Linked DNA regions of Mus musculus: region 1 is linked to region 2. The links are chromatin contacts, called in public HiChIP or PLAC-seq maps. All regions are on one chromosome and are shown on one strand. Each heading gives the region's core, a stretch centred on a gene start, on an enhancer-like site or on the middle of the called end of the contact. The rest is flanking DNA. Distances are from core to core; before and after follow the strand shown.

Evidence for each region. HiChIP or PLAC-seq counts read pairs in DNA pulled down with a chosen protein or histone mark.
Region 1: a contact with region 2 is called in an HNF4G HiChIP or PLAC-seq map of pancreatic cancer cells. The contact joins two enhancer-like sites. A contact is called at or near these places in 1 of 484 Hi-C or Micro-C datasets (bone marrow-derived macrophages), 1 of 115 datasets of contacts at active chromatin or transcription factors (pancreatic cancer cells) and 1 of 9 other capture datasets (embryonic stem cells).

What each region holds. Positions count from the first base shown.
Region 1 is chr5:76,379,600-76,383,871 of GRCm38.p6, forward strand. No RefSeq gene overlaps it. Among named protein-coding and RNA genes, the nearest start is that of Nmu, 18 kb to the left of the region's middle. Within about 2 kb of position 2,057, at least 8 of the 459 cell types and tissues checked have an H3K27ac peak or open chromatin away from gene starts, as enhancers often do. A contact at or near this core is called in pancreatic cancer cells, where this site is marked.
Region 2 is chr5:75,829,887-75,833,765 of GRCm38.p6, forward strand. No RefSeq gene overlaps it. Among named protein-coding and RNA genes, the nearest start is that of Gm32727, 150 kb to the right of the region's middle. Within about 2 kb of position 1,810, at least 62 of the 459 cell types and tissues checked have an H3K27ac peak or open chromatin away from gene starts, as enhancers often do. A contact at or near this core is called in pancreatic cancer cells, where this site is marked.

The DNA.
Region 1 (4,272 bases), core at 807-3,306, 550 kb after region 2:
TCAAGCCATCAAAATGGTGTGTACAATACTAAGACAGTTCCATACAGTTTTCCCCAGAGAGGCCCACACACAGGCATCTGTGTGTAAAGTATCTACTGACATGTCTGTTAATAAACTGTGACTCTTTAAATGTGGGTGAGAAGCCCACACCCTTTTCCTGACCAGGATTCTCTTTATCTTTAATAATAATAATAATAATAATAATAATGATGATGATGATGATGATAATAATAATAAACCCTCAACTCCATTGCTTACTGGCTAGTCCTGAAATTCATTTTGTGTCAGAACCATGATTCCCAAGTTCACCTGCGTTGTGGTCTCTAGCACGTCTGTGAGCCAGCTTAGGCTGTTCAAGTGATAGTGCAGAGCTGTGTGCTTGTCCCCTCACTGCTGGTAGTTGGAATCTGTATGTAGAGCAAAGGCAGAGCCAATGGATAAAAAGTCAAAATAAATAGGTATTGTGCTGGCATGACAGATGAGCTTATAATTTCAAAGAGTAGATGAACAGCCCTGTGAGTCCCTTATTTCTACTATAAATCAGGATTGGTTTTAGCAAAGCGAAATGAATACTCACAGCAAGTGATGAGCAGGGCCTGTAGCCTTGGAGTTAGCTGAGTAAACAGAATGACATTGACAGATCTAGTTAATAAGGGAGCCAGCAGATGAGGTTGGAAAGATACACCCCAAAGAAAAAAAATTATATTAAAAAACCTGAGTGGCCATTTGACATGACTGTGCTTACTGTCTCAAGACCTCTTCTGGGTCATCGTGAGGGACTTTTATGGAGAACAAACCAACATAAGGGGAAAACACAAGGAGCCAGGGCCTGGATGGGAACTCGCGGGGATACTTCTGTATTATGCGTTTGATTTCCCTGGCAGTTAGTGCTACGGTAAGGAAGATGCAAGCTTTAAAAATAACCCCTTGCACAGAGTAGGCTTATTTAGCCTTCCCCAGCAAGCGATATCTGAGCACAAAACAGGTAGGGAAAGTGAGGAAGAACAGATTTGACTTAAAAACAATATCAACACGTGTATAAAATGTAGTCAGATTTTTACAAGAGGCCTTTAAAGAGTTCGGGACCAAATTGAGGGGGCATTTATTTCAACGATATTAATCTCCCTCGTCTCTTTTCTTCTCTTTGGTGGTAGGGAGCAAACTTGGGGTCTTGTGCGTGATAAAGAGACTGCTTTATCACTGAACCACAGTCCTCCTCCTTAATATTTCCTAAAAGAATCATTGCGATGTCAGAGGTGGTCTATGCAAAAATACAGAAGCGCAGCTAAGAACAACTGCCGTCAGCAGAATCCATCATGGAAAATTGTCCGGGGGAGAAGCACCCGCCCCCTGACTACAGAAAACCAATGTCCTCATTGAAGCATCACACTCTACTCGTGTGGATGGGACAATTAGCTCACTGAGATATCCCTCCACCCCCACCCCTCCCGTGATTCCACACCCACACCCAACCCCCACCCAGTTGGCCCCTGCACCTTCAAACTGGATGGCAGCACCCACATTAGCAGCACACGTGTAAAACATATGCCAAGGAAAACTTTGCCAAGGTTTACATACAAAGTGGGCCAGCTAGACTCTGAAGAGCCAGCCTCCAGAGAGAGGATGACCAAGACACTCTGTTCCTAAACTGTAATCTGTGAAATGGGATTAACTGTAACATCCAGTCTTGCTGGAAAAAGAACTTATACCCATAGATAAATATTGTCCTTGAAAATCACAGTAAGCATCCTTATGACCTTAAGAAAAAATGACCTGGACAAACCAACCGATTGAGCGAACACATCTAACTTTGGGAGTTTCCCCGAGACGCACTTAATGAATGGCATGTTTATTGAAGCCATACAGTCCGTGGCACACAGATGACTTGATTAACCCTGGAGTCATGTGTTGAGAGATGCATCATTTAGGTAATTTTGCCACAGTGACCAGAATTGTATACCCTTCTGCAGAGACCTGGGGTAGATGACTGTAGTATGGGGCAGCCTGTGCTCTCCTGGCTGGGAAGAATAAACAACCCAAGATTAATCTAGACACAAGACAAACTTACAAGATTGCAATTTGGGGAATGAGAATTAGCAGGCCACTCCTGTGGTGGCACACACACATACACACACACACACACACACACGCACACACATAGCCTGTGACAATAACTTTCTTTTATTTTTTCTTTTTCTAGCAAGTAGATGGCGTTCACTCTAAAATAATACAAGGTATGATATAGTGAATATACAAAGCAGTATTGTTTTATCTGTTATTGTCAGGTATTGCATACTATATGCAACTGTGCAATGCTTTAACACGACAGGCAGGCAGTGGATGTATTTACAAAACCATCCCACTAATGCATGAGTAATATGTTACACTTTACCACAGCTACCACGTCACTAGACTGAAGGAATTTCAGTTCTATATCAACGATGGGACCATTGCCACCTATTTGTTTGCACTGACTAACATATGACTCTGCAGTGAAGTTTGCTCTTATCACAGCATCCAGGACCCGCGGAGGCACACAAATCATAGGATTGTCCTCTCCTGGAGAACAGGGTGGATCTCCATCTGACTTAGGCAAAGAAGGGCTCAGAATGGGGACATGGTGTTAAGATGTGTAAAGAACAGATGTCTTGCAAATCAACTTCTAAAATATTTCTTAGATATCACCATCTACACTAAAACAAACAAACAAACAAACAACCCAACTTTCTAGCATCAGAATTGGAGTCAGGACCTGATTTTCCTGGGGGGGGGGTGTCACCATCTTGCCCATTACATCATTCAGACTTTCCTTCAGAAAGGTGAAAATGCCACGGACTTTGAACTTGGTGGACTGAGACATTGCAGAGCGGCCCCGGGAGTGTGGATAGTGTCCGAGTCAGAGCAGGCAAGGTCCCTTGAGAATCTCTCCTTTCCTTTGCCATGACAGCAAACGCTAACCTGTCTACCCTGTAGGAGCTCCATCTTATCAGCAAGAAACATTGCAAAAGCCGGGCAGTGGTGGTGCACACCTTTGATCCCAGCACTCGTGAGGCAGAGGCAGGAAGATTTCTGAGTTCGAGGCCAGCCTGGTCTACAAAGTGAGTTCCAGGACAGCCAGGGCTACACAGAGAAACCCTGTCTCAAAAAACAAAAACAACAACAACAACAACAAAAAGAAACGATGCAGAGTAGAAGCAGTCTTTTCTTTTTCTCTCTCTCTTCACAGTGTAACGTTTTATGAAATATTCTTTTCATCATGTGGTCTTCACAGGGAAAATAATAAATTCTTCAACTTTCTGAATGTCAAATTCTTTGTGCTGACAGTATTAACTTGGGGTTCTTACAGTTTTCTCCTTTGTGGCTCAAAAGGTAAGAGCACTTGACACCAAGACAGAAAACCTGAGCTTAGTAAAACCCCAGAACCCACATGGAGCTAAGCCACAGGCTGTGCTCAAACCTCCCCATGCTACACCATGGTGAGTGCACACACACACACACACACACACACACACACACACACACACACAAAATAAACATATCCTTAAAGTAATTAGTTAAATGTAATAAATTAGCGCATGTCTTCCTTTTTGTTAAAATAATACAAAGTGAAAACTGAGAGCAACATAAAGCCACTGTCAGCCAGAAGGGAAGAAATTGTTTTGATTAGTTGAAAGGACTAGGAAGACTCCAGCCTACACTTTAGTTCACTGAGGTCTAAATGAGGCATGTCTGGATAGCTACCTCAGCCTTCTCTGTTGACTCAATCCCTTTCCTTATATTTCAGTTTTATCTTGGCATTTTCATCCCAGAAAGCCATTCATCCCTTAGGCTAATAAAGAGAAGCAGATAGAACCGAGTGGTAAGTTATAGGCTATCATAAATGTTTAGCATCACATAAAGCACGCATGCAAAGCAGGAGTGGTTATTCTTGCTTTACAGTGGAGGAGAGCTCAGGGTGTGAGGGGCAGTGACAAGAATTTCAGGCAGGAGAGAAAGAGAGGAGGTTTAAAATGTGGCCGGGTTGTGCTGCTATACAACTGTGAACAATCTGTCTGGGAGAATAGAGGCAGGGCTGCAGAGACCCACTCATGCAAGGCAAAGGGGCCGGTTTGCTCTTCAAAGACAGTAGGATGCTATTTGGAAGGGATGAAGAGAAGCCATTGAAAATTTCAAGTGGGCAGCTGTCAAAGTAAGAGCTGTTTTAGAAGGATAGCTCTAATGCCATGCAGGAAGCTGGGCGGAGGAGACATGAGTGGGAGCTTGGGTACTGTG
Region 2 (3,879 bases), core at 560-3,059:
GCTTCCAGTTTATAGCCAACATGTACGTTCCAAGGCTATCCCAGCTAATGTCCCATGGAATAGAGACAAGTTGCCCCCACCAAGCTATGCCCATCTTGTAGACTTATGAACAGGGTGAAGCTAAGCCGCCAACCTTTGACACAGACTGCCACACAGGCAGAGAGCCCCACCATTGCAATACCCCCAGTCACTCCCTGTTTGCCACTTGGCTGTCTTTGCTGCTCCCTCAACACTCATAAATGTTCTTGTCTGGGAGCCTTGGCACTTGCTCTCGACTTTTGTGTCCAACATACACACCATTGTTTCTCTCTCATTCTCCCTCTCCTTGTACCCCCCCTTCTATCTCCTCCTCTATCTTCCCCTTCCTCTTCCCTTCTACCTTCCCCTCCCCCTCTCTTCCCCTCCTCTCTCTTTCCCCTCCTCCCTACCCCCTGCTTTTGAGTCATTAATCACTCTTATCTTTTCAGGAAGGACTTCCCTCCTAAACTGGCAAACCACAGGTGCTCTCAGCCCCTCCCCCCTTTCACTGGTTTTCTCCAGAGAAGCCGTCAGTGTCTGACACACTGCATGGTTTACTTATTTGGAGAGACCTCAAGTGACAGGAACCATCTGTTTCATCCCCTGCTGAATCTCTGTGTTGAGGACGTGGTCCCTCCTTGACTGATAGACACAGGCTCGCTGCAGATGCAGAGACAGCCTTACTAGTTTGTCCCCTGCCTCCTCCCCATCTCCTCTCCAGGGGGCTGACATCAGGCCTCATGCTTTCTACCTGCCTCCTGGGCTGGAAGTCAGATGCCATCAGGTATTCTCCACACTGACCATGTTCTCCTTGTGCTGGAGACAAGTTCTTTAAATCATATCTTGTGCTCATCTCCACCAGGAGTGATTGTGAAACTTAAGGCTCACACTACCAAGCTTCAGTGTGTGTGTGCGTGTGTGTGTGTGTGTGTGTGTGTGTCTATGTAAGTATCTGAGTGTCTGTGTGTCGTGTGAATGTGAGTGTGTGTGTGTGTGTGTATGTCTGTGTGAGTATGTATGTATGTATGTATGTGTGTGTCTGTGTGTCTGTATGTGTGTGTATGTGTGTATGTATGTGTCTCTGTGTGTGTCTGTGTATGTCTCTATGTATCTCTGTGTGTCTTGTGTGTATTTGTCTCTCTGTGTGTCTGTGTGTGTTTATTTGTGTGTATATGTGTGTAAGTGTATATATGTGTGTTTCTGTGTGTATATGTGTGTGTTTGCCTGTCTGTCTGAGTGTGTATGTGTGTATATCTGTTGTTTTGAGTGTGTGTGTCTGTGTGTATATGTATGTGTCTGTGTGTCTGTGAGTGTGTTGTGCATGTGTCTATGTGTGTGTATATGTGTGTGTTTTTGTATGTGTGTGTCTGTGTGTCTATGTGTATGTGTAGGTATGTGTTTATTTTTGTGTGTATGTCTGTGTGTGTATGTCTGTGTGTATGTGTGTGTATGTGTCTATGTGTGTGTATATATGTGTGTGTGTTTGTGTGTATGTCTGTGTGTGTGTGTATTGTGTATATGTATGTGTATGTCTGTGTGTGTGTGTGTGTGTGTGTGTGTTGAGGATGGGGGCATTATTCACCTGTGTGGTTATATATGGAGACCAGAGGTTGATGTTGAGATATTTCCTCAGTTTCTTGTTCACTTTATGTTCTTAGGCTAGGGTCTCACACTGAATCTAGAGATCACCATTTACAACCCTAGCAGCCCACGAGTCCCCAGAGCCTCCCGGTTACCCCCTTTCCTTGGATTGTAGATGTGTACAGCCATGCCCAGTGTTTACACAGCCTTGAGGATCTGAACCCATTCCTTACACTTGCTCAGCAACCACTTCACCGCTGAGTCATCTCCCCAGCAAGCGCCATTTTTACTAGCAAAAAATAAGAACGTAAATAACGACTGGGCTTGACTTAAATAAAGGAAGCCTTGACTACTGTGTAAAAACAACACCCAAATCCGGACACTTTAAATGTCAATCATTTACTGTGTCCCTGGCTCTGATATGAATGGGGTTGGGGGAGGGGGCCTCAGTGGGGACAGCTTTAGCATCCCATGGTGTCAGCTCCAGCAAATCAATCCAGAGCTGGCATGGGTGCTTGCAAATTTGTGCTTTTAGCATTTAAAGGATCCTCTCCATCTCACCAAACTCTGGCTTTCAAGTGTTAGCAGGCTTTATTCTCAAAACATTTCTGATTGGAAGCTATGAGAACCCATCACTTTCCTCAGGTTGCATAGCCAAGGAAGCAAAGGGTGCCTATAACCCATTGGCAGAGATGCCGCCCCCTTAAGGTGGTCATTTATGACAACTGAAAACTGAATTAATGCAATTATTCATGTGATTTTAAAAACCACATTTTTATTAATTCTTGGAGGACTTCATGCAATGTGCATTGACCACATTTGCCCCCATTATTCTCCTAAGTGCTCTCAGATTCCCCCCTTATCCTCCCACAACCCACTGAGTCCAATCTGTTCTGCTCATACATCATGGGTTCAAGGCCATCTCCTGGAGCTTGGTTGACCCACCAGGACAATCCCCTTGAAAAGACCTGACTGTTCCTCCCCCAGAAACCATCAACCCTCTACGACTCCTCAAGGGTGTGAGCTGACTAATGCCTGCCCACCCAGTGCTGGAATGTTGGCCAGCTTGATCTGGTTCAGGTCTTACATAAGCACCACAGCTGCCCTGTGATCGTGAGTACAACGGCCCTGCCATGTTCAGAAGATGCTGTTTCACTCTGGTTCTCCCCAGCCTTGAGCTCTTACGACTTTCTGCCCACCTCTCTGTGATGGCTCCTGAGCCCTGGGGTGTTGATGGTACAGACAGTTATTGCGGCTGGGATCTCAGCCTGCACGCGCTCTCTGCACTCTGGCCAGTTGTCCTCAGGTGACTTTTACACCTTCTGCATTTGTTCACTGACTAATTCCTTTAGTGAATCAGTAGCTGATTCATCAGTAGCTTCTGCCCAGGGGAAATGTTTATACCTATTCTTGAAAAACTGATGACATATAATTCCTTTAGCAAATAAGTAGGTAAATCAATAAAAAAAAAAATAATCACTAAATTTACAATGGATGAATGTCTTGTTGACTTTTGCCTGGGACAACCCTCAAAGCTTTGCACAACTTTATTTATTTATTTTTATTTTAAAAGCATTTGTAAACATTTATTTAATAGCAATCGGTAGGTCCTTGAGTACCAAGGCACTCATATAAAGAACAACCAAGAGGAGTTGATTCCATCTTTTGTATTACAATCTAATATTTTTTAATTTTACAAAAAAATACTATTAAAATGCAAGTATATCCCATCAGCAAAATGAAGGATTTTCAAGAAAGGATTTATTAATTTTTATTTTATACATATGAATGCTTTGCTTGCATACATGTATGTGCACCACGTGAGTGCCTGGTGTTCGTGGAGGCCAGATGAGGGTATCAGATCCTCTGAAGCTGGGGTTACAGATGGTCGTGAGTCACCATGTGAGCGATAGGAACTGAACCTGGGTCCTCTGAAAGAGTGGCAAGTGCTTTTAACCTATAAGTCACATCTTCAGCTCCAGTTTTCTCCTTTTCATATTTTTACAAAGGTAGATAGATCATGGGCTGATGAGCTGGCTCAGCAGGTAAAGGTGACTGCCACCAAGCTTGACAAAGCTGAGTTCAATCCCTGGCAGCCACATTCATATAAAACAATAAAATATAAAACAAATAAAATAAAATAAAATGTTTTGTATAAAATAAAACAAATCTTTTATAATCCTTTCTATATTTATATAATTATAGATTATAATTACCTCATGTGCATAATACATATTATATATTCATATATAATTATATATATAATTACTTTATCTTCCC